Linked DNA regions of Mus musculus: all the other regions are linked to region 1. A link is a contact called in public Hi-C, HiChIP or PLAC-seq, capture Hi-C and promoter capture Hi-C data. All regions are on one chromosome and are shown on one strand. Each heading gives the region's core, a stretch centred on a gene start, on an enhancer-like site or on the middle of the called end of the contact. The rest is flanking DNA. Distances are from core to core; before and after follow the strand shown. Region 1 holds the start of Paqr3 (progestin and adipoQ receptor family member III). Region 2 holds the start of Fgf5 (fibroblast growth factor 5). Region 3 has its middle 37 kb from the start of Fgf5. Region 4 holds the start of Bmp3 (bone morphogenetic protein 3). Region 5 overlaps Prkg2 (protein kinase, cGMP-dependent, type II). Region 6 holds the start of 1700010H22Rik (a long non-coding RNA gene).

Region 1 (4,651 bases), core at 84-2,583:
AAACAAGGCCACAAAAATCCTTTCAAGGCAGTACAAAAAGAAATGGGATGGGGAAAGACTGTGCTGGAGAGATCAATAAACGCACACGTGGCTGCTAGTTGGGCAATTCAACAGCCCACACTGTGGGAAGCAGAGATGGCCACTCCAGTGACCTGGAGGGCTGCACCATGCTTCTGATAGAGCAAAAACTTTAGTACATACAGTGAGGTCTGACAGAAGACTACCCTGAAAACCAAAGCCATTTTTAAAATTTTCTTTTTAAACAGAAGCTTCTGAGACTCTCATTTTAAAGCTCTAAATCAACAAACCCATGTTGTTTGGAGGCTTCTAAGGTGTTCTGTTGGTCTGGCTGTCCCCTTTCAGAGTTCTTTGCTACAGGGTTTCTCCTACACAGCACTTTCCACAATTACTATTATGTAATAGTGTAATTATCCCTTTAGTGTCTGCCACTCAGGCTAGACCTCAGCAGCTTCATGGGAACGAGGACCATGCCTGCCTTCTGCAACTGGTATAGTGCCTATTAGCTAGCAGAGCCTCAATGCGCATTTGGTAGATGATTGAATGAATCAGGGCTTCCCACATACATATGCACAACAATGTGGACCTGTCTGCTATTGAATGGACATTCAGCTGGCCAACACTTCTGAATCCCCACAGAGCTGCCCTAGAAACACAGCTCAGGTATACAAAGCAAATAAGGTTCGGCCTTTGTCAGTAGGGAAGATTCCAACCCATATCCCCAGTGATTACCAAATGGAAAAAAGGATGTAAAAGCGCTTTGTAAACAGCAAAGGGCCAATGGAGAAGGGAACGATGACCACTGTAAATATCATTGTTATTTCGTGGATCAAGGGCCCGCGGAGGAGAGAGAGCAGAAAAAAGATAAAGGGCCCAAAGGTGAGGAATTGATGCGCACAGAGAATAGCGGAGAAAGATGGGGAGAGCAGACAAAAAGCGTGAGAGGAGAGGATGCGCCGCAGGGAGCAGCCACTGTACCTTTTGATACACAGTCTGGAAGGAAGGTAGGCCCGGTAGCCGTCGGTGATGTAGGGGTTGTCTTTGAGGGATACCGGGATCTGTTCATAGGTGTAGAGGCGGATGCCGCGGGGTACCAGGACCGGCCAGTATTGGTAGCTGCCCAGCTCGATGTAGTGCGCACTCTTCAGCAGCTTCTGATGCATGGTTCCCAGGCGCCGGCCCGGCCCCGCCTCCCCGGGGAGGGGGCTTTGCCGCTGGCGCCCCCGCCCCGGAGCCGCCGCCGCTGAGCCAGGAGCTTCGGCCCGCGTCTGCTCAGGCCCGGCTCCGCTACACACACCTCCGCCGCTTCAGCTCTGGACGGCCGCCGGCGTCGCAGCCTGGTCTGACGTCAGCGCGCCGAAAAGCCCCGCCCTCTCCACGCCCCTCGCCTTGGCGGCCCGCCCTTCCTTCGGGCTTTACCAGCAGGACCCGCCTGCCGCCCCGTCCTTTACCTGGCTGGAGAGCCCCCTAGTTCCTCCTTCGCCAGCCAGTCAACCTCTGGCCCCGCCCTACTGGGTGTCCCGCCCCTAGCCAAACCCTCTTAGCCGGTCCACCGCTAGTCCCGCCCTTCTACCCGGGCCGCCCCTAGTCCCGCCCCCATCCGGCCCGCCCCTAGCCCCGCCCTTCTGCTCTGCCCGCCCCTAGCCCCGCCCCTATCTGGCCCACCCCTAACTCCAATCAGGTCCGCCCATCTCCCTTCAGCTTCAGGTGAAAAATCCAAATCCAAGTACGACCAAATCCAAGTGATTCTTTTTTTTCTGTTTTCCATTAGAAGTGATATTTACTGTATTTTGAATAACAAGAAGAGAGTAACAGAAAGGTAAATAATTCAAGCTAACTTACAGCTGGATGGTGTATTGTTGATGAGATACACACAGAAGGGACCTTGGTGTGGATTTTTTGTTTTTGTTTTGTTTTGTTTGTTTTTGACTACTAGGTACATTAGGATTTTTTATATATTATATTTATTAACAAGTTAAGGTCGTATTTAGGACAAGACACATATCATAGTAATTCATATAAATATCTACCTATATACACTGATACAGCTGTGTGAACTGAGGAATTATTTTATGATGGCAAGGTTAAACTTGAAACTTATCTTTAAAGTACGTTTATAAGAGGTAAGAAATGTGATCATGTCTTCAAGGTGAGTCACTACTGAGTGAGAGTCATCTGGTAATTATCTTTGAGTTCAGGGGAAGACCATGAAAATGTAAATATATATATTAAAAGACCATAAATATTTTATTGTTGGACAGTTTATCAGTCGGGAAAGAGACTCATTCTGGATATCACCAATCGTTTTGTTTTAGTTCAAACTGTCTAACTCAGATTTCTTTCTTTTATAGAATACAATGATACTTTATAAAACTTAATGTTTTTCCATATAATATATCCTGATCACTGCTTTCTTTCCCCCATCTTCTTCCAAATCACTCCTACCTTCTCGCCATTGAAATTCCATGCCCTTTTCCTCTCTCTAGAAAACAGACAGGTAGTTTAAAAATAAAACTATGAAACAAATAAAACAAAGGAAAAGCACAATAAACACAAATGTACAGAGATATGTACACATAGAAGCACACAAATACAGACAACTCTATAAAAAACACAAAATCAGAAACCATAATACAAGCAAAAGATCAACAGATAAAAAAGTCCAGCAATGTGGGACAAAACTTTTTTTTTTGGTAAGGCAAAGGACATTGTCAATGGGACAAAATGGCAGACTGGGCAAAGATCTTCACTAACTCTTCATCAGACAGTGGGCTAATATCCAAAATATATAAATATACAAAGAATTCAAGAAGTTAGACTCCAAAAAAACCAAACCAAAACCAAACAAAACAAAAAAACCAACCAACCAACCAAACAACAACAACAAAACCCAAATAGCCCATTTTTTTAAAAATGAGGTACAGAACTAAACAGAGAATTCTCAACAAAGGAATCTTTGAGTGACTGAGAAGTACTTAATGAAATGTTCAACATCCTTAGTCATTGGGGAAATGCAAATCAAAACGACCCTGAGATTCCACCTCACACCAGTCAGAATGGCTAAAATAAAAAACTCAGGTGACAGCAGATGCTGGTGAGGATGTGGAGAACAGGAAGACTCCTCGAGTGGTGCAGGGGTTGCGAACTTATACAACCACTCTGGAAATCAATCTGGCTGTTTCCCAGAAAATTGGAAATAGTACTACCCCAAGACCCAGCTATACCACTCCTGGGCATATACCCAAAAGATGCTCCACCATACCACAAGGACACATGCTCCGCTATGTTCATAGCAGCTTGTAGAGAGCCTTTTGGGGTGCCACTTGGCAGGAGTCTGACATTGGGCATGACAAGGAAATGGCCTTCAGGCAGGAATCTGACTTTAGGGCATAATAAGGAAGTAAGTTTCATCGAGAATCTAACTTTAGGTTGTAATAGGGAAGTGGGGTAAGGCAGGAATTTTAATCTTAGGGTGCAACAAAAGAAGTAGACTTTAGGTAAGATTTTGGGCTTGGACAAGGAAGTGGGCTCAAGTATTTTGGTCATCATGACAAGCGCCCCCCGCCCTCCTTTTTAACAACTAAGTTTTACTCTTTTTTTGTTAGATATTTTCTTTATTTACATTTCAAATGTTATTCCCCATCCTAGTTTCCCCTCCAAAAAGCCCCTCCCTCCTCGCCCTGATCCCCAACCCACCCACTCCCATTCTTGGTCCTGGCATTCCCCTACAGGACCTAGGGCTCTCCTCCCATTGATGACCGACTAGGCCACCCTCTGCTACATATACAGCTAGAGCCACAAGTTCCACCATGTGTTTTCTTTGATTGGTGGTTTAGTTCTAAGGAGCTCTGGGGGTACTGTTTAGTCCATATTGATGTTCTCCCATCAATATGGGGCTTCAAACCCCTTCAGGTCCTTGGGTACTTTCTCTAGTTCCTTCATTGGGGACCTTGTGCTCCATCCAATGGATGCATGTGAGCCCTTTTAAACAACTGTCATGGGAGTAATCATGGCAGTAATCACTTTGCTTACTGCCTTGTTAGTTCCTTATTGTACTACTGCTCACCCTTAATACTTGCATGTAATTTAAATGGTATAAAAAGCAGATTGGGAAAATTAAACTTGCCTTCAGTTTCAGAATTGACTGGGGTCATGCTACAATGTTGTCTAACTGTCTTTTTTCTTTTAAATCCTCACTCCCGTGCTGGAGAACCTGTTGACTGGCTGAGTGGTCTTGGTCAGCAGCTTTAATTGTAATAGCCAGAAACTCAAAGCAACCCAGATATCCCTTAGCCAAAGAATGGATACGGAAAAGGTGGTACATTTACAGAATGGAATACTATTCAGCTATTAAAAACAAGGACACTGTGAATGTTGCAGGCAAATGGATGGAACTAGAAAATATCCTGAGGTAACCCAGACACAAAAAGACGTGCATGGTCTGTACTCACTGATAAGTGGATATTAGCCAGAAATTTCAGAATACTCACGATATACCCCACAGATCCAACGAAGTTAAACAAGAAGGAAGGCCCAAGTGAGGATGCTTGAATCCCACTTAGAAAGGGGAACAAAATAGTCATGGGAGGCAGAGGGACAGAGGGGTCTGGGTGGGGAAGGGGGAGTAGGGGGG
Region 2 (4,625 bases), core at 542-3,041, 1.1 Mb after region 1:
AAGGTACTCCAGCTGTCCTTCCATAGACTCCATAGGATGGGAGCTGGTGACCCAAGTTAGTCTTAGGCAGTGGATTGAGTGACACTCGAGAGTCTTACTGATGTTATCCAGAGACACCAAAAGTGGCCTAAACCATGTAAGACTAAGGGTTTCCTCTTCAGAAGGCACACACAGTAGATCAGCATGCTAATTTTTAAAAAGACTTATTTGTTATATGTAAGTACACTGTAACTGTAGCTGTCTTCAGACACCCCAGAAGAGGGCATCAGATCTCATTGCGGATGGTTGTGAGCCACCAGGTGGTTGCTGGGATTTGAACTCAGGAGAGCAGTCAGTGCTCTTAAACGCTGAGCCATCTCGCCAGCCCCGGAAGTGACTCTTCAAATGGACCCTTTGGAAGGAAACTGGTGTTGTTCTCAAAGTTCAGTGCTGTCCTGTGAGAGATTTGTGCTGTGGTGCACACCAGGGGCACCGAGCCTCAGGTCACAATCTTTTGTGTTGGATATTCCTTTTACTCCCTTTGGCGATTTCCTGTGTTGATCAGGTGACTGGCTATCAGCTGCCTTGTCCCCAATCCACGGAAGATTTGCAATTCTGAAAACAAATCTACATCTGTTTTATAGGTTTTCACTATGAAGATAGGAAGCCTGAAGCAGATACTCAGTAATTAATAAAGTCATGTCTTAACATCTCGCATGATTGATGCGAGTTGACCCCATTGGGCGGCTTCATTGACTTTTCATTTTAAGTGACCAATGAGTGATATATCATAGTGTAGTTTAAAGTTTCAAATATGTTTTCAGACAGAAATATTCCAAGAATGCAAGTCAGGTATATTTCTCAGATAAATAACAGCCCCAGCATTACGTACGGGGAAATTCTTCCTTCTCAGGTTTCCCTAGGTTGAGATTCAGGGGCCTGTCATTAATCATTCATTAGGGTCGGTCCTCCAGTCAATGGAAGTTGAAGAGAGCTGTTGGCTAACTCCTCCAGGCAACGGATCATGGGGTCAGAGAGGACAACTGGGCAGTCCTGGTGTTCAGACTCAATTCATCCTTGCCTGGAGTTCAAGTGTGTCTGGTGTGTGTGTGTGTGTGTGTGTGTGTGTGTGTGTGTGTGTATGTTCGAGGGCGTTCACCTGTTCCAACACAGACATGGGTTTTCCTGAAGAAAAAGCTGGACACGTCGTGCATCCACAGAGTTTCTTAGAGGGCAGCCTGAGACCTGGCATAACAATTCAGGGTGGCTCTCTAGTGGAGAAATAAACGCACACCTTAGTTCTTTAATAAATCAATAACAGCGAGAAACCAGTCTTCTCTCCCACCCTGGGCCACCCCAAAACCTTCCCAAGTTCTGCTGCCAATCAGTTTTTGGTTCCCTTCGGAAAGTGGTTCCCAGGCTCCAGATGGCAGGGGCCAGCAACCTGGAATGCGGGTGCTGGGTAAAGAGTGAGTTGGCTGGGACACATGTGACCACAGAGGACGGGAACCCATGCCCACGTTGCCGTCCGTCCGTGCCCCTTGCGTGGAGAGCAGCGCGCGCGGAGCCGATTCCGGAGCCGCTGGCTCGGGCAGGGGGTGGGGTGACTGGGTGGCTCTTGACAACCGCTGGGTTGCATGACCCGTGCACGGTCGCAGCCAGCGTCCCGGGGGCAGCTTCTGAGGGCGAGACACCTCCTCCCACTCCCGGGATCGCATCTCCCTCCTCCTTCACACCCCCGCCCCCGGGACCGCGGCGCTCCCTCCCCGTACCGGCCGTGAGTACACAAAGCGGCGGGTGAGGGGAAGCTTCGCAGGCGTGCACGGAGCAGTGAGATCACTGGCGTTATAAATATCCCGGTGCCAGCGCCGAGATCCGCTCGGGTGGCCTCTCTCTCTCCCCCTCTCCCTCTCCCTTCCCCGAGGCTATGTCCACCCTGTGCGGCGAGGGAGGCAGCGCCAGAGGCACGCAGCCGCGCGGGGGCTACGGAGCCCGGAGCCAGCCCTGCAAGATGCACTTAGGACCCCCGCGGCCGGAAGAATGAGCCTGTCCTTGCTCTTCCTCATCTTCTGCAGCCACCTGATCCACAGCGCTTGGGCTCACGGGGAGAAGCGTCTCACTCCCGAAGGGCAACCCGCGCCTCCTAGGAACCCGGGAGACTCCAGCGGCAGCCGGGGCAGAAGTAGCGCGACGTTTTCTTCGTCTTCTGCCTCCTCACCAGTCGCAGCTTCTCCGGGCAGCCAAGGAAGCGGCTCGGAACATAGCAGTTTCCAGTGGAGCCCTTCGGGGCGCCGGACCGGCAGCCTGTACTGCAGAGTGGGCATCGGTTTCCATCTGCAGATCTACCCGGATGGCAAAGTCAATGGCTCCCACGAAGCCAGTGTGTTAAGTAAGTTGCTCACTCTCCAACAAAACCTGTTCTGGGAGGGACGGTCAAGATTCCTTTGGGCCACAGGCACCTCTAGGAGCCCTAGCGTCTGGGACTCTGCTGGTTCTGGAAAGAGTCCGGTAGGGTTTCGTGGAGATGCGTCTACTCAGAGCGAGCAGACGCACCCTTCTGTCTTGGGTAGTAAGCATGGGTAAGCCCAGGTGAGGTTACCGAGGTGAGACAGGCAGCTCTTTTCCAGAATGCCCGGGCCGAAAAGACTAGCCACCCACTCTAGCTGGAGAAGAAAAAAAAATAATAATAATAATGAAAGAAGTAACAATCTTTCTCCTGGTACAATTTCTTTCTACTTATGAACTAGAACCGCATTTTTCTTTAAGCGTTAAGTATATCTCTATTCCCTGTACATAATTTACGTTTATGAAAAGAACCCATCTGAGTACTTCCATTCTCCAACTACAAATATCCTATATATCCCATATTATGTTTGTTTATTAATATCTCTATGTAACTCCGAATGCTTAGGTATCTTTCACACGAATACATACATATGTAGATACATACATGCGTACATAAGCGCGCGCGCACACCAACTACACAGGTCTACGTAGAATTTACGTGTACATGCGTTTTGGAAGGGCAAAGTTCTGCTTGCAAGAAAGCAACATGATCTGGAAAACCGGACAGACAGTATTATGACTAAGTCCGGTGCTGAGTTTAACAACATTTAGTAGGCTGAGACCCTGACAATGTTAACCTTTGGTTTCCAGGGACAGATGGAGTAAAGTTCTTAATTTTAAAAGAATTACAGATGAGGTTGGAAATGGTTGTAAATTGAGCATAACTTAAAAAAAAAAAACATCAACCACCCAACCTGAAATTTTTCTGAGTTCTCTCTTTCTCCTTTCCTCTTCGCTTCCACCCCCACCCGCGTTTTCTCCATTCCATCTGCTTTTCTGGACCACCACGTTAATCACTCGCACTCCCCTCGCTGCTCTAAGCTGCTGAGGTGAGCGGAGGTTTGGAGCTGTGTGCATGCATGGGACTGTAGTTGTCTCTGTAATCCTGCAAGCAGTTTTCTCACTAGGTTCAGGTCGGGTTTCCAGCAGGGCTCAGTCCTCCAGATAAAAGCCACAGCAGGGACCGCTCAGACTCCCATGGAGAGCGGAAATGGGGCCAGGAGATAGTGCTGCGCAGTCACCTGGCTCCTCTTGTCTTCCTGGTGGCTCTCGGGTGCACTTCACTAGACCAGCGTCCCCAGAAACTAGAACACTTTTGTTTACTCAGCTCCAAGAACCACGGGCTTTATTTGTTGGGCTGACAGTCGGCTGGGGCCTGTGGGGAGGGTTTGGAAATTCAAGCACAGGTGGGATGGCTGGCCGACCAGTCTCTTTCATTGAGTTAAGAGGATCAGGCTAGTGAGATCCGGTGGTAGCTTCCCGACAGGTGCTGTTCCAAGCCTGCCTGCCGGCTGCTTGCTTTGTCTTTGGAGAGCAACACTTCAGTCGGCTGAGGTGCAGAAGGAGAAGCAATGCACAACAGAGGGCCCTGGTCTCCCATCCCATTGAGTCTCAGGGCTTCCAATATAGTCCACATTGGACCCCTTCTCTTGACGTTCGAAAGAAACTTTGGTCTTTGTGTATGAAGGGAATAGTCCGTTCTGATAAGGGTGGATTTTCTGATGCTCCTCGGAGATGTTACTTCTGTTTCAATATTTCTGCTCATTCTCCTCATTTTGCAGGGTTCAGTTCTACCACAAGACAGCCTTTAGTCTTGACCTCAACAATTTTCTTAGCTCTTGTAGAAAAACTTTCTCTACTTTGTTGCTGTGAATGAGCACCAAGTATATATAACCCTTGCTTGCTCAGGAGAGACCCCAATAGCAGGTAGCTAGCAGTAGGTTGGGATCTCCTGTGCCTGGGGTAGCTTTGGAGTGCTAGGGAGCTCTGGTAGCAGAACATTAAAAAAGCCCATTGAAGCTAAATGTGGCTGCAGTACAGGCCTTGCTAGAAGGGGTTTTTTCAGAAACATAAATGAAGAAACTCGAGAGCAGATCAACAGATCATTTATCTAACGAAGAAACTAGCCAGCTACATATTATATCCAGGGGCTAATTTTAATTTAAAATCCTCATTGAAATTATTTAAAATCCTCATTGAAAGGTGGGCACAAACCAGAGGAGATGTATCCTAGACAGGGACTTATAAAACTTTGTAAGTAGCTTTTTCCTAACTCCCAACCTTGCAATTTTAAACAGCCA
Region 3 (4,409 bases), core at 662-3,161, 1.2 Mb after region 1:
AGACATCTTGTTGGGGTTCGACCTGATAATTTATAAAACTCTCTAGAAGTTTGAGCTGGTATTTTTTTTTTTCCTATTAGTTATCCTCCAAGCCAGTTTCTAAATTGGGTCCATGTCACACTGACCTTTCCATTCACGTGGTGCATACGACTGTGGAGAAGGCGGCGTTGCTCCCCTCTCCTAACTCTGCAGGTATCTGCAGGCTCCCCTTAGAAAAGACCTGGTAAACAGACATGATTAAGAGAAAGTTATGAGTATAGTATACTTAAGTATTATCTATTTAACATAAAATAACAGACTACTCCGGGGAGGGGAGAATGCTGATAAAACTTTGTTAGCTTAATTACTCCAGCTAATTGAATGAATATAAAGAATAACAAGTATTTCCTCGTCCCCTCTGCTGGTTGGTGCACATTAATTAGTAGAGGTCTTTCAACACTCTACTCTGGGTACCAAGAATCAATGATTCTAATTTAAAATCGACTAAATCCTTAAAGTCTCCTGCTAGATTAAACTTCACCTTCATCTTGAGTCTCTTGAGCAAACTACATGATACATTCTAATATGCCTTCCGTCACTCTCTTCTACCAGCGTTCATTTCAGTTCTAAAATGCTTTCAGTCATTCTCAGAACGAATTTTTTTTCTTTTTTTTCCAAATTAAAAGGGGGGGGGGGATGGGTGGGAGGAAGACAGCAATCACAGAGTCATAGAATATATATATATATATAAACACGACCATGAACAAGACAAAGTACAGACGCAGTCACACATAGGAAGTTGGGATAGGCTAGTGCTACCACACTCTCTAAATCTAGGGTTTTAGAAAAATATCTTGAAAATAATTGTCAGTGCTGTGCTCAGTCACATATGGGACACCCGCATTTCTCTCTCCCTACAAAGTTCAGGGACCATCTCAAAGGAAGGGATGGAAGGATTGTAAGAGCCAGAGACAGAAGAGGAATGCAGCAAGGTAGGATATTCTAGACACGAAAGGATCCCTGACCTCACAAACTCGCAGTACCCATGGTTGTCTGTCCAAAGCCTGAACAAGACCAAGCCAGTAGACATTCTAGCATGGAGTCAGAATGGGTTCACGAGCCTCCGTTCCTACCTGAGGAGCTATGGGCAGTTGATGGCCTCTGGGCAGGGCAGATTTCCTCAAGGGCGTGGCTCGTGGTAGGTTGATCATACTCAAAGGGATGCCCCCATACCTTGGAGTATTTGGCGGGTCAAAATGGATTTTAAAATGAGGATACAAAGTTGGTGGGGGAAAGGACATGGGATTGGATTCGGGAGAAGTTAGGGGGAGGCATACAGTGTGAATTCAATCAAAATACATTGTATGAAGTTCTCAAGAAATTAATAACATAATTTTAAGACCCTCATTAAATGGACTCACTGGTTGTAAACACCTTGATTAGGTGCCACATTAATCATTATTTAAAGTCCTCAGTCAAAAGCTCACTACAGAGGAAAATCATGGCAATAGTGCTCAGAAGTGACCTTACGATGTGACCTTGAGACCTTAAGATTGAATGTTTCCATGACATGACACACATTCAATAAGAAGTTATTCACTCAGAAAACTTGATCTTGACTCTAAGAGGTTTGGCCAGACTCATTTCTGACATTTCAAGAGTCACAAAAAAAAGAGAGAGAGAGAGAGAGCAGTATTGTCAGCAACAACAATAAAATGAGCAAGACTGTTGAACTCTACAAAAGATGGCTTGTTTTGTCTTCAAAATCCAGTCGGAGGCAAGCAAAAGGTCACTTGAACAAAGACGTGCATATTTTTAGCAGAAGTTATGACCACTCATGATTCAGTGTGAAATGTGTCACATCTGTCTGATAGACTCATATGGCTATTGTGCTAACTGCGCTCTGTGTGTGTGTGTGTGCCTTTGATGCGTTCCTATTCGTGCTAAAGTGCAGTCAGAAGTGGTGGAGGCGCGGTCACAGCAATGGGACACACTAGGTATCTTTCTTCTAGGACTCTGAGTCAGTCTCCACAGTGGATTACTAAACACATTCCAGAAATCTCATAAGTTACTACTGCTCTAAAAATGGACATAATTACAGATGAGCAAACCTACCGCAGAGCTTGATGTAATCTTTAAGCTAATTAACACAAACTATTTGCAACTGGCTTTTACTCCACTTTTCTAAAGATTGCATATATGTTACTACAAGTTCATAGACCTTCCATTACAGACAGGGCCCCTTCCCCAGCATACTGAGACCCAGAAAGTAGAGACTGACATTGAGGGATAGACAGAGCAGACAGTTCCAATAACTGGAGTTGTTTACTTCCACCAGCACCAGTCAGAGGTGTGGGAATCCTTTACAAATCCCATTATTTTAAGGGTTTACCAGTAGATTCCTCTGGGTGTGGGAGTACTAAGATCTGGAGTGCGCAACACCTAAGATCCCTGAGTGCCGCAACAGCATTGTTTTTATTGCTATGCGACCGTCTGCATTCTATGGTGGTGAAGGCGATGATTCACCCCCAAAATTCTTCTTTTTGGGACTGACTGAATGTTACTAAATTCTTGAAAATAAACATTTTTTTTTTTTCTGTCCAAAGGTGCTCTTAACTCAAATATCATAGCCATAGCAAGGCTTTCAGGTGCGCAAGGGTTTCCTGAAAGGGCTTTTTACTGTAGAGTGTCCTGTCTTTATGTTCATATGAAGGTGGTGTCTGGTATAAGCCAGAGTGAGTCAGGTGCTTTGACTGCAGAACCACAGACCGTGTAGTTTTCCTTCAGGTTGGACCTGAGACTGGAATACTGGATCGACGTCCATCCCAAGATCTGGAGGCAAAGTTTACAAACTGGATTGTCTTTTTTTTTTTTTTTTTTTTTTTTTTCCTGTCTTCTCCTTCAATGCCATATAGCGGGTATTCATTTCTGCTTGAATTTCTATAATATGCTTATCCTTGAGACTCTATAACACATACAATTCAAAACATTAGTTTCCTCTTTTCTATTGAGGCAGTTATGGGAAGGGAGGCTTTTGAAGCAAGGTTCAGAAAGGACAGGGACGGGGGTGGGGGGGGACGACGACGACACACACTAGGAATTAGATGTCAATTCGGTTAGCTGAACTGGAACACAGAAAGTCTATGGTTGGCATACAAGAGATGCTCAGACCCTGAGGATGAGCTTGACCAAATGAAAGGCTGCTAATGGATCGTGGACACTCGTTTAGTTACTTACATCTTGTGTGTACCCTTCAATGAGCCTTTGATTGCACTGAATCCTTTTGTTCATTCTGAGATATATATATATATATCTCATATTCATATATATATATATATATATGAATGAGAATGTTTCTTTTCAAACTTAAACTTACAGCCATGTTTACATATGATTTTCAATCAGGGATACAAATCACATTTACTTTTAACATCAAAGAACCAGAAAACAAATTGCAGGCATCAATTGTCACAAAACCCAGCACCCGAAGCCCCTATCTTTGAGATACCTCTGTCTCATTATAATTTGACCTGGTCTTACTTCAGGAGTAGTTGAGAGAATATTGCTCATTTTTCTTAGCTGTCAAGATTCAGTTTGATCCATCGCAGATCCCTAAAGCTATGTAGGGAGCTCTCTCCTTAATTCCAGTGGTTTCATTTCTAAGCATCTGTAATAGTCCCTGCTGGGTTCAGGGAGAGTTTTGCTTGCTCGGAGTGTGAGATCACGCCCTCGGTAATTACAGTGAGCGTGCCGTGAAAATATGTGGTGAATATAATGTCAGGAAATCATGCAAATTTTATTATCACCGGTGAAGTGGTGGCTGGTGGAGAACTTGTCAGTATTTTCAACGTGAAGCCTAATTACCTTGATTTACTTGTACTGCCATTCATAACCTTGCTGCGATGTTGCTCCTGACAGCGCTTCTGCATTTTACAAGGAAGGAATAACGCCATGTAAATAATTTAAAAACAATAAATCATTTAGAGTGGCTTTAAACCAAAACCTAATGCAGTAGCTGGCTGAGTATTTGCTACACTGAACAGGTAGCTGGCACGCAGAATTCATCTGTGTCTAGGAGGTATTTACTCCTAAATTCCGTAAATGCGGAAAAGGCAGGTCGGAAAAAGATCGGAGACCCGAAGCCTATGAGCGCATCCGCCCTTTTACCTTTTGGACACCGTATGGAAAATGGGGAAATCAAACTCTAGTCATGGTCCTCCTACTTCAAACAGAGATTTGCTGAGTTACGCCAGGCAAATGACTAATTAAGGCTGCTTCTCTGAGCAGAGCTGGCTGAGCTTTGGAGAGGGGGTATCTGACTTGCCCCGGGCTGCATCGCCACCTCCTCCTCCCCCATCCCAGAGCTGCAGGGGAAAGGACCTGAAAGGTTGGGAGCAGGGGAAACAGAGCTGGCAGGTAAACAGCCGGGG
Region 4 (4,508 bases), core at 540-3,039, 1.7 Mb after region 1:
GAACCATATAGATTATAGGGCAACAAATTGTGCAGTGGAAATATGAACCAGAGTTAAAGGCATGAGGGAAGCAGTTCCTTGGAGATACCGAGAGAAAGAGGATAGAGTTTCCATCCTGAGGGCTCTGGCTGTGAGAAACTATCTACTGATGGGTCACAGTGACCACGTTGTGCAGGAGGAGTGGAGGACTTCCTTCTCCATCTGGCTTTGCTTTGAGGCAGAGCAGGAAGCTGCTGCAAGGACATTTCACACAACTGAGAAAAAGCAGAGAGGGGAGGGAACACAAAGGCTCACAGGGGAAATCAAAGGGTTAGCCTTCCAGTGCCTATTGAATTTTGCAATTAGGTTTTTATTATTAATCACAAAAGCTATTATGTGTTCTATGCCAGGCGAAGCTCACCCACATGATCTCATTGGAGCCTCTCGACCACTCTTGAAGTCTATGGCATTATCTGCAGAGCTGTTCCCAGGGTGACTAAGGGCAGAATTCAAACAGCTGAACAGTGGGTTGAGAAGTGACTGAGAGGGGGAGACCATGGTCTGCATTTGGGATACATTTGGGATAATTTGGGATAAAAGGATTGAGAGTCTACTAAAGACCAGACCTGTGCCACTCACTGAGTACTGGTTTCTAGTATTACTCCAACAAAACTCTAGGAGGGTTTATCATTCCCCAACAAAGGAGAAACTAAATGTTGAAGGCTCATTGTGACCTGCGAACCTATTTCTTTTCAAAAATGTCAATGCACCAGAGATGGGACAGTTTCCCAAAAGGGACATTGACTGAGAGTCCTACTGCCAGGAGCCATGGCAAGGGCATAGTCTGCTTAAGCCAATTTAAATGTCCGTTCCATTCTTAAGTATGTAGAGATCCTAGAGTAGAAGTCAGGCAAGTCAGGCTCCCTGGGTTTGGAGCCCAGTTCTGCCACCTGCTAGGAATCATCTTTTCTCTCAGTCTTTTAGTCTGCAACATGGGATTTGTTTGAAGGTTCTTTGAAAACAATGCACAATGCCTACGGCCCATGATTTGTGATATAGGCCTGGATCCCGCGTGCTAGAGAGGCTGAAGCAGCAGGGGTCTGAGGTCAAGGCCAGCCCTGGCTACACAGTGAAATCCTGTCTGGACACAGGGGATGACAAGTACCTAGGATATGTTATTTGCAGTAAACAGTGCTGGCTAGCAGTTTAATGTTTCTCTGACACCATAGGGTGCTGGCATGGCGTGGACAACAGAACTAGTTATATTCGAGTCTGCACACCAGGTTCTTCCTAAAGGCCCTGACTCATTCTCACATCAGCTGTCTTCAAGGAAACCTATTGAGAGAGGTCTGACAGTGCGAGCTGGACTTGTGGTAGTTAGCTTATCTTTTTAAAACATGGGGTGGAATTTCATTTTGTTTATCTCCTCCGAAGAAGATGAGGATGTATGTGAAAAGAAACTCTATGAAGAATAAGCTGTAGGAGGGCAGCGCAGGTGTCTGGGTACAGGGCCCTTCCAAGTGTCCCAGGGAAGGAGCCAACTGTGGTGTTCGTATAGTGGTGATTTTATATGGAATCAGCGGAATACAAAGCAAACTGCAAATAGCCAAAACCTCTACAACAAACAAAGGGAACAAAAAACAAAAAATAAAATAAGAACAAATAAGGGAAAAGAAACTGCTACTTGCCTCTGCCTTTTTGCTAGGAGGAATGTAGCCACTTGTGCTCAGATTTTTTAAAAAGTCCCTCCTACTCTTCCTCCATCCTCCCCTCGCCAGCGCCACCTGCCCCTCCCCGTGCGCCCTCCCTAGTCTCTCCCTACCCTTCTGGTTCTGGCTCCCTGGTTACTTCGCTCCAGGCTTCTCTCTTCTGGAGGTAGTCTTGCTCCAGCTGCCTTAGGAAGGCGAGCCAGAGGCTAGAGGGAGAACTCGCTGCAGGCGGACCGGACAGATCAGATCAGGACAAGAAGGAACAGAACCAGTCTCTCTATCTCTGTCTCTCTGTTCGTCACTGTCTCTGTGTCTCTGTCTCCCTGTCTCCCTCTTTCTCTGTCTGTCTGTCTGTCTTCACACACACACACACACACACACACACACACACACACACACACACACCACACGTCCTCTGAGAACTCAGCTGGCTGCGACAGCGCACACCCCGCCCCGGCACGCGTCCCAGGCTGGTGGAGCGCAGATCCAGATCCCCATAGCGGCAGCCCGGCCGGGTGTTCCCAGTCTCAGGTGGCACGGAAGGGAGAGCCCGCGCTTGACAACTCGGCTGCGCTCGCCCAGACCTTCCGCCCTCCGGCTGGCCGGCGAGAGGAGCTGAGCGGGCGCGGCTGCCACCCAGAGCCCACCTGCCGACCCTCGCGGCCTCGCTCCAGCTGTGCCCGGCTCTCAGTGTCCCGCTCCGCAGCTGGAGCACCACCCCGGCTCTGCCGCCGTCCCTTTCGCCTCCGAGGTGTCGCGGGCGACCCGAAGTAGAGCGGTGCGACAGCAGGACTTCGCTATGGCCGGGGCGCGCGGGCTGCTCTGTCTATGGCTAGGTTACTTCTGCCTGAACCTGGCACAGGGACAGAGACCAAACTTGCACCTCCCGGGACTCCGTGAGACTGAGCCAAGCGACCGCGCGACAGGTGGTAGCCCGAGTCCGGACCTGAGGCCGCACGACAAGGTGTCGGAGCATATGCTGTGGCTCTATGACAGGTACAGCGGCAGCAGTAGAGTCCAGGCTACCCGGACACCGGGCTCGCAGCTCCCGGGTCCTCAGCCCCTGCGCGGTGGTAACACGGTCCGCAGCTTCAGAGCCGCAGCCGCAGGTGAGTGGGAGGGAGAGGGAGCCCATCCCACCCCGGGGTGCAGAGGACAGCCCCTCCCGCCGTGCCACTCCACTCCGCTGTCTCCTGGCGGTACACTGTAGGGACCTTTCTCATATGCTGCCGTCTGGTCCCCTCTGCCCTCTCGGAATTTTCCAGGGACGTTCCGGATAAGCCTAGTTTGAGCCCAACTGAGACGGGAAAGCAGAAGAAAAGCTGGGACAGTGGCAAGGCTTAGTTAGAGGTGCAGCAGGAAAGAGGCCAAGGGAGGACACCCAGGGTCCAGAAGCCCTCTTCCAGGCACCCCTACGGAGATCTTATGCTGATGATTTAATTGCTCTGCTCGGCATAAATTCCCTCCGACGGGCTTTGGCAGCGTTTAGATCGAAGTGAATGCCATGTTATGCCAACCCTGGGCCCAGAGAGAGAAAAGCATACTCAACAGGCACTTCTCCAGACACAGAACTCACTCTTAACTCCTGCGACCTTTGGGTTGCTATATCTGACACGTTCTTCTTGATAGTCCCCTAGTGGCAAACACACAAACAAAACCAGGTGCGTGAGTGTTTAGATTATTTCTAACCCATCTGGCAAATAAGTCTTGCGAGATCCAAGCTGGGAAGCGTTAGCTTGGGAAGAGACCTCCTCTGGTGGAGAGTAAACACCTCTTAGTATCAGCGATGAAAATCTCATCTTCCCGGTTTTTTTTTTTTTTTTGGTTTATTTTTTTCAACACAGATCCTTGAGGCTGAAATTCATGGCTTAAAGCCACCCCACCCCACCCCTGCCAGCTCCTGTGCTGAAGCGAACAGTTTATAATAACAGGGTGAGGGCAAAATCTCTGGACACTCACTGTTGATCTGCTTTAAGGATGCACTAGGGTTTGTGTACATTACCTTCAGGATTAAAGGAAAGGTGATTGAAAAGTCTGCCTTCCAGACTTGGGTTGAAGAACAGTCAGGAATGTTCAAGGGTGGAGGCTGTGTCTCTAGTGCTCTCTCCATTCTGTCCAAAACACTAGATGAATTTTCTCCTGACCTCACTCGTGAGGGCTGGGAGCGGGGAGGTGGGGATATCCACCAAGGAAAGCCACTGTGAATTCACTCTGGAGCTCACGGGCACGACGCCATTTACAATAAATGTGAGTTATGCTTTTAATGCAGAGAAGAAGTCTTTAGCTAGAAGCTGAGCTAAGCCAAATTTCACTTGCTTCGTAGATCCACGGTCAGGATCTGAAAAGAGCTGTCCTCTACTTAGGACCTAGAAACCTATTCTGCCTGCTGCTGAGCATTCTAGCCACTTGAAGAGACAACTCTAATAGCCCTGACACCAGTGACCCATCTGTTTACATTAGTGCATTGCTGAGGGCAGAGCTGAGCCAAAGAGCACCGTGGGACTAACAAGGTCTGGAAGGAAGCTGGTGGGTGGGCAAAGCAGGTGGCAGTAAGGAAGATATTTAAATCATCCTGGCTTCGATATTTCTATTTGCTTATGTTCCCAGAGAGTAGTTGGGGTGTCCAAGTGACAAGCCATTTTTGCATTAACAGATTTTATTTTTAGCGCGTGTAACAACATTTGAAGGTAAATTTGGATTTTTTTTTTTTTTTTTTTGTCTCTTCCACACATACTGTTTAGCTACTGATTTTAGACTAAGTCCTGGGTAACAACTATTTACCATCTGGGCTCTCGCTCTTTCTACTCATTGTAATTCCAG
Region 5 (4,174 bases), core at 427-2,926, 1.8 Mb after region 1:
GTTAGGTGGAAAAGAGGTCAAGGACTGACTGGTTCAATGTAACTATCAGGAAAATGAGAAAACTCAGAAATGAGTACAGAGATGGGGCTATCACGGTAAGATGAGGAGGGAGAGGCAGGGCCTGTAAAGCACCGAAGAGAATACTTCAAAGACTAGTGGGGTTTAGATGTAGCCACCAAAGTGGGGCAACATTTTAATTTGTTTATCACTTTGATTCCTAAAACATTTTCATGTCTGGGCTAGTACACCATTTAAAATTTGAAGATTAAAAAACACCTAATTACTCTGTTGTTTAGCAACTATGGCTGTACTACTTGGAAACCAACTGTCCTCACCTTTGGCACAATAAAATAAAATAATAAAGCCTTAGAGCAAAGGTAATGCATTGAGTTTCAAGTAACCTCTGATTCCACTGTGAAGAAAATGAAGCCAGAGGCAAAGCCATTGGTTTGGCATCTTCAATACACAGAGATGCATGCACGAGCATATTTACAGCCTTGTTATGATTCTCATGGTGTTCTTTCCCTGACAACCTGAAACACTGGATCAGAGAATTAAAAATGGACTTTCTTCTGCCCTGAAAATGCCTGGCAAAATATCTCCCTAACTTCTTTATGATGGTTTGAGGCCCCCTTAGCAATTCCAAGTTGCTGTCCCTTCTCTCCCTCTGTTATTTCCCCAATTTATTTTGCTGTTCTGCATGACACATTTCTCAGGTGACAAAGATCCACATGTATTTTCCAGAAGCTCCAAGAACCACCATGCCAGTAACATTCCCTTAGACATCTCTAAGATGAAGGAATAAATATTGGAAACAACACAGGGTTCGCACACCTTAAACAATCTGCTCTTCTCCATGACTACCTGGAAAATTCCATCCTTCCATCTCACTCTTCCATCATGACTATCTGAACATTGTTAATAATGATTCAGCTAAAATGCAGATTTTCAAATCTGTTTCCCCAGTGTGTGTGTGGACAAAGATGTGAACCATGGGTGTTTTCACATTTTTTATTTAATATTGAGGCTTGCAGCACTTAAGACAATTAAGTAGAACACAGCTCAGTGGTGGACTGCATCTTTAGAACGTGCAAATCCCTATTTAGGTCCTTATTGTTGCAAAAAGAACATGTGTATGTTGACATTTACTGCCCCAAATGGATTCATCGTAGGACTGATTACACAATTCTTAGTGCAAATGTCTCTGAAACTAATGTTGATCACAGTTGGCTATAAAGAGTCATAAATCATACGTGTGTCACAGAAAGTACGTCACAGACAGAGCCAGGGGAACTGGAATCAAGTTACTGATCTCAGGCAGATAGTCTTGTGACCTAGTTGTCTAACTTGTAAAATTTAAATCATAAAATAATCAAAAACATTTGAATCATAAAATAATAATGAAAATTCCTATCTTACCTTCCTCATGTGTGTTTGAAAACTAAACAAGGTTATGTGTATGTGTGCTTGGTAAGCAGTGAAGTATATTACGAATGTGGACTACCTTGTATTGCATGTACACGCGCGCGCGCGCGCGCGCGCGCGCGCACGCGTGTGTGTGTGTGTGTGTGTGTGTGTGTGTGTGTGTGTGTGTACACGTTTGTGTGTGAACGCGCGCACTGTCCTGTGTTAAATATTTAGGCCTGCAGATTCATTAGTCCCAGCTTTTTATCTCTCTGCAGATGACAAGCCACTCTTAACCGCTGAAGCCCATGCTGTGTCTTGGTTCTGTTCATTAGCACCTTGTAAAGGAGCTGTCAGGGGATTTAAATTTTAAATTCAGCATTGTAGCCTTCTCTTAGCATTTATGGTTAATGACATCTGGGGAAGATGGCAGACTCTAGCTAAATTTAGTTTGATTGATCAATGAGTCTTACTGAACTAGGAAAACAGCTTTCATCATTTGTTTAAAAGGAAAGAAATTCTAACAAGTCCAAAGTATTGTTTCTATTTCTGGATCATAAAACTTTCACATACTGAATGTGTTTCTGTAACAATGAAACTTGACACTTTAGGTAAACTATATGAATGCTATCCTCCTTTGCTTTAGGTTTCTGAATCCTTTTTATTTTAAACTTCTTATCCTAGCCCTGTGTTTGAAGCAACATGAAGAGGAAAAAGCAACATTCATTTTAAATTTTGTATTTTTATCATTAGTGAATTATTTTGCCCTGAAGACAGAGCTGAGTGAGGCTGGACTGAGCTGTGGGTTCACACTCACTTGCCCGTTAGGAGCTCATAGACCAGAATCCCCAGGGACCAGAAATCCACACTGAAGTCATGTCCTTTGTTAAGAATGACCTCGGGGGCCACATACTCTGGAGTCCCACAGAATGTCCACGTTTTCTGTCCAGAGCCAATCTTCTTAGCGAATCCAAAGTCAACCTAAGACAAAACATCAAAGAAAACTGAAGATGTTATAAAATGTTATGCTGCTTTTAAGTTTCTGTTAATTTGTATGAGCTTTCATACGAGTCCAAAATTTCCTTCAAAATACAATACACACACCCCACACACACTCATGCACACACACATGCACACACTTGTGTACACACACCACACACAGAAACACACATACCACACACACAAGCACACACACACACACACACACACACACACACACACACACACACACGTATGCGCAGACACATGCGCACAGATGCACCATCTCAGATATCCCTTTGTAGATCAAGTTATGGAGAAAGGTTCCATCATGTGCCCCACATTACTCTTGAAGACAATTCAAAATCATTCTTATGCTCCTGGCAATTAGGACTAAAGCATATTTTAACTCAGTGGCTTATCTGATGGTTTGAAGAGGCAGGGAACTAATAGAAACAGGTACCTGTAAAACTCCTCCAGGGATCGAAATAATAGCAAAGTTGAGAGTTTGGGAAAGAGACTATTACTAAGAAAAGAGGCTAAAACCTCTGCCTGTCCTAAAGATGCACTGCTCACAGCATATGCCAGCTATCTCTTTCTGTATCCCGAAGCAAAGCAAGCACCATCTTTGCCTAGTTTGCTTCGATCTCTGAACACTTGTGATCCTCACTAGGAAGGAGTGTAGGAAATTATTAAATCTCATATTCTGAAAAAGTTGTGAGCACCCACTCCAGCTTAGATTTTGCTCCATGCTTGTCATATGGAGCTGGCCATGAGAAGCTCAGAGTACTGGGCCAATCTATGCACATGCGGTCCATATAACATTCTGTGATCCACAATGGGGAAGAAAGTATCAACTCATAGTGAGAAAAAAAAGTTAATATCCCAGAAGGTTAGTAAGGTAGGGCTGGGACAATGTGGGTGCCACTGGGAGGTGACACTTGAGGTTGTCCTTGACTAGGGGTGAGGAACTCTCCCACAGTAAGGAGTCAGGGACCCCAATCTCTGCCTTTTAGAATGTGTCTCTCTCACTACTCCAAGCTTTTACCCAGTGAACTTTGTAGAACAGATGAGAGGGGAGGTCAGGGCTTCAGCAACCTCTCACTGAGTGTGGCAGTGTGTATAACCGAAATCCAGTCCTGCTGAACAATTGCTGGCTTCTTCACACAGGGAAGTGAGGATTTAGCCAATCACCTCTAATGTGCACTAATTTCATTTTAAATTTCTTTTACCTCCCTCAGGTAACAGGCATAGAAATTGATTCTGGGCTTACCATACCCATTTCAATAGTTTCACTGCACATGGGTAATTTCAATAACATATCAATAATCTGGGCTTAAAAATGGAGAAAGTTGATATCAGAATAAATCCCCACTTTGATGAGCAAGAGCTACAAACCAAAACATCTACCTCATTTGCTTGTTCAAATACTCATGTTTAAAGCTTTTGTTTTCCATTAAAGAAATCTCTTAGAAACTCTACCCTTTTCTGAGACTCTTTCATACTTACCACATAAGTAGCAAAGATTTCGTTATTGAAAGAAAAAAGGAATGCAAATAACACGATTCAAAAACGGGCTTTTTCTGTTTGCCTTTATCTGTGCAGCATGACTCACAAAGATTAAATCTGAGAGATGACTGGGAATATTATAAAATTAAACTCTGCAACCAGCAGAGATGAGAACAGCTACATATTCCTCAGAGGAAGAAACAATAATGAAAGTCCTAACTAATTTTATAAAGGCTGAAATTTAAGAGGTGAGAAAATGTGATTTTAGCTGCAACTGTATATA
Region 6 (4,284 bases), core at 1,455-3,954, 1.5 Mb after region 1:
GGTAGCTTACTCGTTGCTTTTAGTAAGCACCGTGGTCCCCTTTCCAGCTTCCTACAAACCCTCCAGAAGATAACATGTGTCCGATGCTTGAGCTTTCTTCCTCATGTTAGCCTTTGCAGAACTGCGGATGAGCACAAACTGATTTTATAAAATTTTCTGACGCAAATTGATGATTATTGTCAGTAGAAAATCCAAACAGCCACAGAATCATAAGTATATCCCACAGACATGTCAACATTTCCCTTTACTGATTGATTTGTGTAATTCTGACTTTACTCTCCTAAGTTATTCTAAAGAAAGCAGGTACATTCCTAGGTTTAAGTAAGACGCATTCTGGGAATTTCCCCTCTGCCTCTATCTAGCAACCCAGGCAAGAAAGCTGTCTATAAATATATTGAGTATAACACAATATATTGTGTACATATATTGATATATTGTAAATATATCTTAAAAATAACACCCTTGCAGTCTGTATGTAATAATAAAGTCTTCAGTGAAGCTGATTTTCTTGAGTGGGTATTTTCCACCAAATAAGTGATAATTTATCAGGTATGCCAGTATCATTCCCAGTAACCTACCTTTTTTTGCAGAGCAGTCTCTTTAGCATGAGGGGCAGAAAGAGATTCTTTCTTTTTATTTGTTGTAAAGTAAAAAACTTGAAAAAATTTGAAGGTAAACTATCTCCCATCAGCACCTGGTCAGTGTTGGTGAAAACACTCATTGAAGAGTAAGGGTCCCAGTGTCTTCCCAGGACATATACTTCATGTGCACGAAACTTGCACCAGCTAGAGGGACACGCACAACAGAACTGGTGTGAGTGGGTCCCACATCTGTGTTGGCTTCGTAAGTATTTTCTTCTTGAAGAGCAAAATGGAGACCATTCCTCCTCCTTCCAAGGGCATGGAAACATGTTTCTTTTCTTTTACTAGATATCCATTTTATTTTCTTGAAGTGTTTGAAACGGTGAGTAGGCAGCCAGCCTGATGACACAGCTGTTGAGAAGACCAGACACAAAGAAAGCCCAGCACTTTTCTCAAAGCAAGCTTGAGACTGTAATTACGTGTTAGCCACTGGAATTACAAACACTGGTCCTTGAGAAGAGAGCTGGAAAGCTGCCAGCTTCTTTTTAGAAAACCTATTCATAGACATCACAAAGAAACTTGGAATTTGTCATGCCCCTCCCCCCACCTTTATTGAGATGCAGGTCCCCCACCCCCACCCCGACCCCCTGCTCCACTCTGACTGAGTAGGGTTTCTTGGTGTTTCTGGATTTGAGGTAGGAGTGGAGTGGCTGGAACTTGTCTTAGTGATCTCCCAGCTTTCTGAATGAGCAACTGCACCCAACTGCTCCACATCATATGAATATGCAAAGACTGATGTTCAGGTCCAGTGAGAATAAAGTGTAACTTTTCCCTTTAGCTACCTACGTTTTAATATTGAATACTTTTTTTTTAAAGATTCTGTTTCTTTTTGTATTATTATTAGATATTTTCTTTATATACATTTCAAATTTCAAATGCTATCCCGAAATTTCCCTATACCCTCCCTCCGCCCTGCTCCCCTACCCACCCACTCCCGCTTCTTGGCCCTGGCATTCCCCTGTACTGGGGCATATAAAGTTTGCAATACCAAGGGACCTCTCTTCACAGTGATGGCCAACTAGGCCATCTTCTGCTATATATGCAGCTAGAGACACAAGCTCTGGGGGTACTGGTTAGTTCATATTGTTGTTCCACCTATAGGGTTGCAGACCCCTTCAGTTCCTTGGGTACTTTCTCTAGCTTCTCCATTTGGGGCCCTATGTTCCATCTTATAGATGACTGTGAGCATCCACTTCTGTATTTGCCAGGCACTGACATAGCCTCATATGAGACAGCTATACCAGGGCCCCTTCATCAAAATCTTGCTGGCATATGCAAACCATATGGTTTGGTGGCTGATTATGGAATGGATCCCCTGGTAGGGTAGTCTCTGGATAGTCCATCCTTTCTTCTTAGCTCCAAACTTTGTCTCCATAACTCCTTTCATGGGTATTTTGTTCCCTATTCTAAGGAGGAATGAAGTATCCACCCATTGGCCTTCCCTCTTTTTGATTTTCTTGTGTTTTGCAAATTGTATCTTAGGTGTTCTATGCTTCTGGGCTAATATTGAATACTTTTAATGCTTTAACAAATTGGCTGTAGTGTGATGCTAAATAAGACAGAATATTGTTGCCCTGGGACCACTAAGATATATTTCTGGTTACTTCTTAGATGCTTTGGAAATTTCTAGAAATTACCCGTGAAAGCTAGAGGATTTCTTGCCTTTGAAGATTTTCTTAGCAATTATTTTTATTCTTTGATGAGCAACCCTCCCCAAATTGTCAGCTCTGGCTGTGGATATGGGTGATGGTCATTTGCTCTTGTCAAAGTCCGTGAGACACGGTGCCCTTTCCCTTACTTTCCTCATTACTAGTACACTGCTAAAGCCCTGCTAATTTTTTGTTCATATTCACTTACCTATGTTTTAATCAGCTCCTCTTTCCCACAAACCTGTTTGTCCATCTCCACCAATACTGAATAAGTCCTATTTGCTTTCAAGTTACTGCTCCTGTTCTGCATTTTGTTTTGGCGTTGGTGGAAGACTGGTCATTAAGTCACCATGTGAAACAATTCCTTTATCCCTACCCCAAGTAGCTGCTCCCACATATGCAGTGGAAGAAAGACACAAGCAGCAGCTGCCTTAAGGGGTGCTCTTGACTAGTTCCAGTGCAGGTGAGTGAGCAAGTGAAGTGAGAATCTCAAAGCAGAGCCTTGCAGAGCCGGTGAGCTCAAGAATACGAGAGAGACACTGGCTCAGCTTGGCAACCAAGTGAACCCTCTTCGTCAAGTGGAAACTCAAGGGTTCTCTAGAATGGCATTTGTGTTGGATGGTATTCTGTGGGAGCCAACACTTGAAGGAGTGTTTTCCTGAAGTGGACACAAGCGAAAAGATGTTTTGCTTAAATACACACCTGAAGGAGCATTTCCCTGAAGCAGACACAGGTGAAAGGATGTTTTGCTAAAGCAAAGGAGGTGGGATGAAGGATTCTTTGCTCATAACCTGTATGTGTTAGTTTGTTGTATGTGTTGTTGAGCTCCGTTTGTTGTGACTCCATAAAGAGAAATGCACCCAAAAGCTTCTTGAGAGGTTCCTGTGGTTTCCTGTGGCTGCTCCTGCAGACTTGGGCTGATTGGCAGAGTGACACAGCTGAGACAGACTCACTGGGGTTTTGCTAAGACAGACTTAGTTGCTGAGGCAAGACACCTGGTGAGGCAAGACCTATGGAGGACATGTGCTGGTTAGAGGGAGTATAAATAGGATCCAAAGGGCAGTGACAGGGGCTTGGCTTGTTTGCATAGCTAGCTTTGTAATGCTTTTTTTTTTTCTCCACTCTGCTAAGATGGGCAAGTTGGGAACCTACTTCTGGTGTCCCTGGTGGTCTGTTTTCTTCTGCTGACTCATTCCAATTCAGCTGAGGCCGAGCTGTTTCTGCTAGGTTGTGCCACACTGCTGATTTGTGTTTGCTATGCTGACAGTACCGAGTTGGACTGCTGGTGTGTCTGTGAAGTGTTTGTGAGTGGATCAAGCTGCCACTGCCCAACTGCTGATTTCCTGATAACGCAGATGGGATTTGTTCCAAAGAACAATATCTAAGCAGGTCCACTTCTTCCGTATCCTAATAACTTTTCTTTTACCTCTGGTGGGTGGTGGGCTAGAAGAGAGGTTAGAGCATTTAAGAGCCGTTATTAAAAATAGGGTTGAGAAAAAAATTTAAGCTTACATCTTGCAGAAAAGCAGATTCATCCACAGCTTCTAATGTCCCCTGGTAGTCTTTTTCCCTTTCTTTGGTGAGGACAAATATGGGTAGATGGTACTATATTTCCTCCTGCTCTTTGACCAATCTCACCCCAACTTTCCTATCATTTTGTCCCACACAGAGCCTTCAGAAGGCCCTTCTTACTCTCTGCCCTTAACTCTTTGATTGGGAATAAATACTTCTCTAAGCCCACATTCCATCCCTTTCTTTTCTTCTCCGTCCTCTCTCCCTTCCTGTTGTTCTTCTGGTAACCGTATACTGTGTTTGCTTTCCACATTTATGCCCAGTGATCTCTGTGAAGACAAGGGAAGGAAATGTGTGTCTTATATTTCATTCTTGTCTGAACTGGAAGTTTGTCTTCCTTCAAAACAATCACAATGGTCACTGAGACTGTACTTTGGTTATTTCTGTCTGAAACCACTCCTAAGTGGCATTTCCTGTCTTGC

What was found. Promoter capture Hi-C pulls out the DNA fragments that hold promoters and counts their contacts. Hi-C and Micro-C count contacts between places; a contact is called where the count stands out from the background. HiChIP or PLAC-seq counts read pairs in DNA pulled down with a chosen protein or histone mark. Capture Hi-C pulls out chosen DNA fragments and counts their contacts.
Region 2: a contact with region 1 is called in an H3K4me3 HiChIP or PLAC-seq map of embryonic forebrain, with 9 times the contacts expected there. The contact joins the promoter of Fgf5 here to the promoter of Paqr3 in region 1. A contact is called at or near these places in 12 of 39 promoter capture datasets (the 3T3-L1 cell line, 3T3-L1-derived adipocytes, the C10 cell line and 7 more), 2 of 15 datasets of contacts at CTCF or cohesin (large pre-B cells and pro-B cells), 4 of 484 Hi-C or Micro-C datasets (cochlea, cortical neurons and embryonic stem cells), 10 of 115 datasets of contacts at active chromatin or transcription factors (embryonic forebrain, embryonic midbrain, embryonic stem cells and 3 more) and 1 of 9 other capture datasets (embryonic stem cells).
Region 3: a contact with region 1 is called in a Hi-C map of the C2C12 cell line, with 4 times the contacts expected there. The contact joins the enhancer-like site here to the promoter of Paqr3 in region 1. A contact is called at or near these places in 3 of 39 promoter capture datasets (the C10 cell line, cranial neural crest and maxillary cranial neural crest), 2 of 484 Hi-C or Micro-C datasets (the C2C12 cell line and trophoblast stem cells) and 2 of 115 datasets of contacts at active chromatin or transcription factors (embryonic fibroblasts and embryonic forebrain).
Region 4: a contact with region 1 is called in a capture Hi-C map of embryonic stem cells, with 8 times the contacts expected there. The contact joins the promoter of Bmp3 here to the promoter of Paqr3 in region 1. A contact is called at or near these places in 14 of 39 promoter capture datasets (the 3T3-L1 cell line, 3T3-L1-derived adipocytes, the C10 cell line and 8 more), 32 of 484 Hi-C or Micro-C datasets (the AtT-20 cell line, B cells, the C10 cell line and 24 more), 7 of 115 datasets of contacts at active chromatin or transcription factors (differentiating embryonic stem cells, embryonic forebrain, embryonic midbrain and 4 more) and 2 of 9 other capture datasets (adipose tissue and embryonic stem cells).
Region 5: an H3K27ac HiChIP or PLAC-seq map of the NIH/3T3 cell line shows a contact between it and region 1, with 8 times the contacts expected there. The contact joins the enhancer-like site here to the promoter of Paqr3 in region 1. A contact is called at or near these places in 4 of 39 promoter capture datasets (the 3T3-L1 cell line, 3T3-L1-derived adipocytes and hippocampal neurons) and 2 of 115 datasets of contacts at active chromatin or transcription factors (the NIH/3T3 cell line and embryonic fibroblasts).
Region 6: a promoter capture Hi-C map of hippocampal neurons shows a contact between it and region 1, with 5 times the contacts expected there. The contact joins the promoter of 1700010H22Rik here to the promoter of Paqr3 in region 1. A contact is called at or near these places in 4 of 39 promoter capture datasets (the 3T3-L1 cell line, the C10 cell line, hippocampal neurons and 1 more).

What each region holds. Positions count from the first base shown.
Region 1 is chr5:97,110,263-97,114,913 of GRCm38.p6, forward strand. It overlaps Paqr3 (progestin and adipoQ receptor family member III), which reads right to left and starts at 1,334. Exons shown (of 7, transcript NM_001359910.1): 1 at 997-1,334. The coding sequence starts at 1,181.
Region 2 is chr5:98,252,393-98,257,017 of GRCm38.p6, forward strand. Fgf5 (fibroblast growth factor 5) reads left to right here and starts at 1,792. Exons shown (of 3, transcript NM_010203.5): 1 at 1,792-2,368. The coding sequence starts at 2,020.
Region 3 is chr5:98,288,905-98,293,313 of GRCm38.p6, forward strand. No RefSeq gene overlaps it. Among named protein-coding and RNA genes, the nearest start is that of Fgf5, 37 kb to the left of the region's middle. Within about 2 kb of position 1,912, at least 12 of the 459 cell types and tissues checked have an H3K27ac peak or open chromatin away from gene starts, as enhancers often do. A contact at or near this core is called in the C2C12 cell line and embryonic fibroblasts, where this site is marked.
Region 4 is chr5:98,852,626-98,857,133 of GRCm38.p6, forward strand. Bmp3 (bone morphogenetic protein 3) reads left to right here and starts at 1,790. Exons shown (of 3, transcript NM_173404.5): 1 at 1,790-2,797. The coding sequence starts at 2,488. It overlaps Gm34563 (a long non-coding RNA gene), which reads right to left and starts at 1,882. Exons shown (of 3, transcript XR_389376.3): 1 at 1,802-1,882. RefSeq lists a silencer at 172-676 and a promoter at 1,014-1,877.
Region 5 is chr5:98,945,150-98,949,323 of GRCm38.p6, forward strand. Prkg2 (protein kinase, cGMP-dependent, type II) reads right to left here. Exons shown (of 19, transcript NM_008926.4): 15 at 2,222-2,385. Among named protein-coding and RNA genes, the nearest start is that of Gm42123, 56 kb to the left of the region's middle. Within about 2 kb of position 1,677, at least 7 of the 459 cell types and tissues checked have an H3K27ac peak or open chromatin away from gene starts, as enhancers often do.
Region 6 is chr5:98,565,853-98,570,136 of GRCm38.p6, forward strand. It overlaps 1700010H22Rik (a long non-coding RNA gene), which reads right to left and starts at 2,705. Exons shown (of 5, transcript XR_003955945.1): 1 at 579-2,705; 2 at 11-121. All of the region lies in intron 3 of Cfap299 (cilia and flagella associated protein 299), which reads left to right. It overlaps Gm42122 (a long non-coding RNA gene), which reads left to right and starts at 1,227. Exons shown (of 3, transcript XR_880449.1): 1 at 1,227-1,276.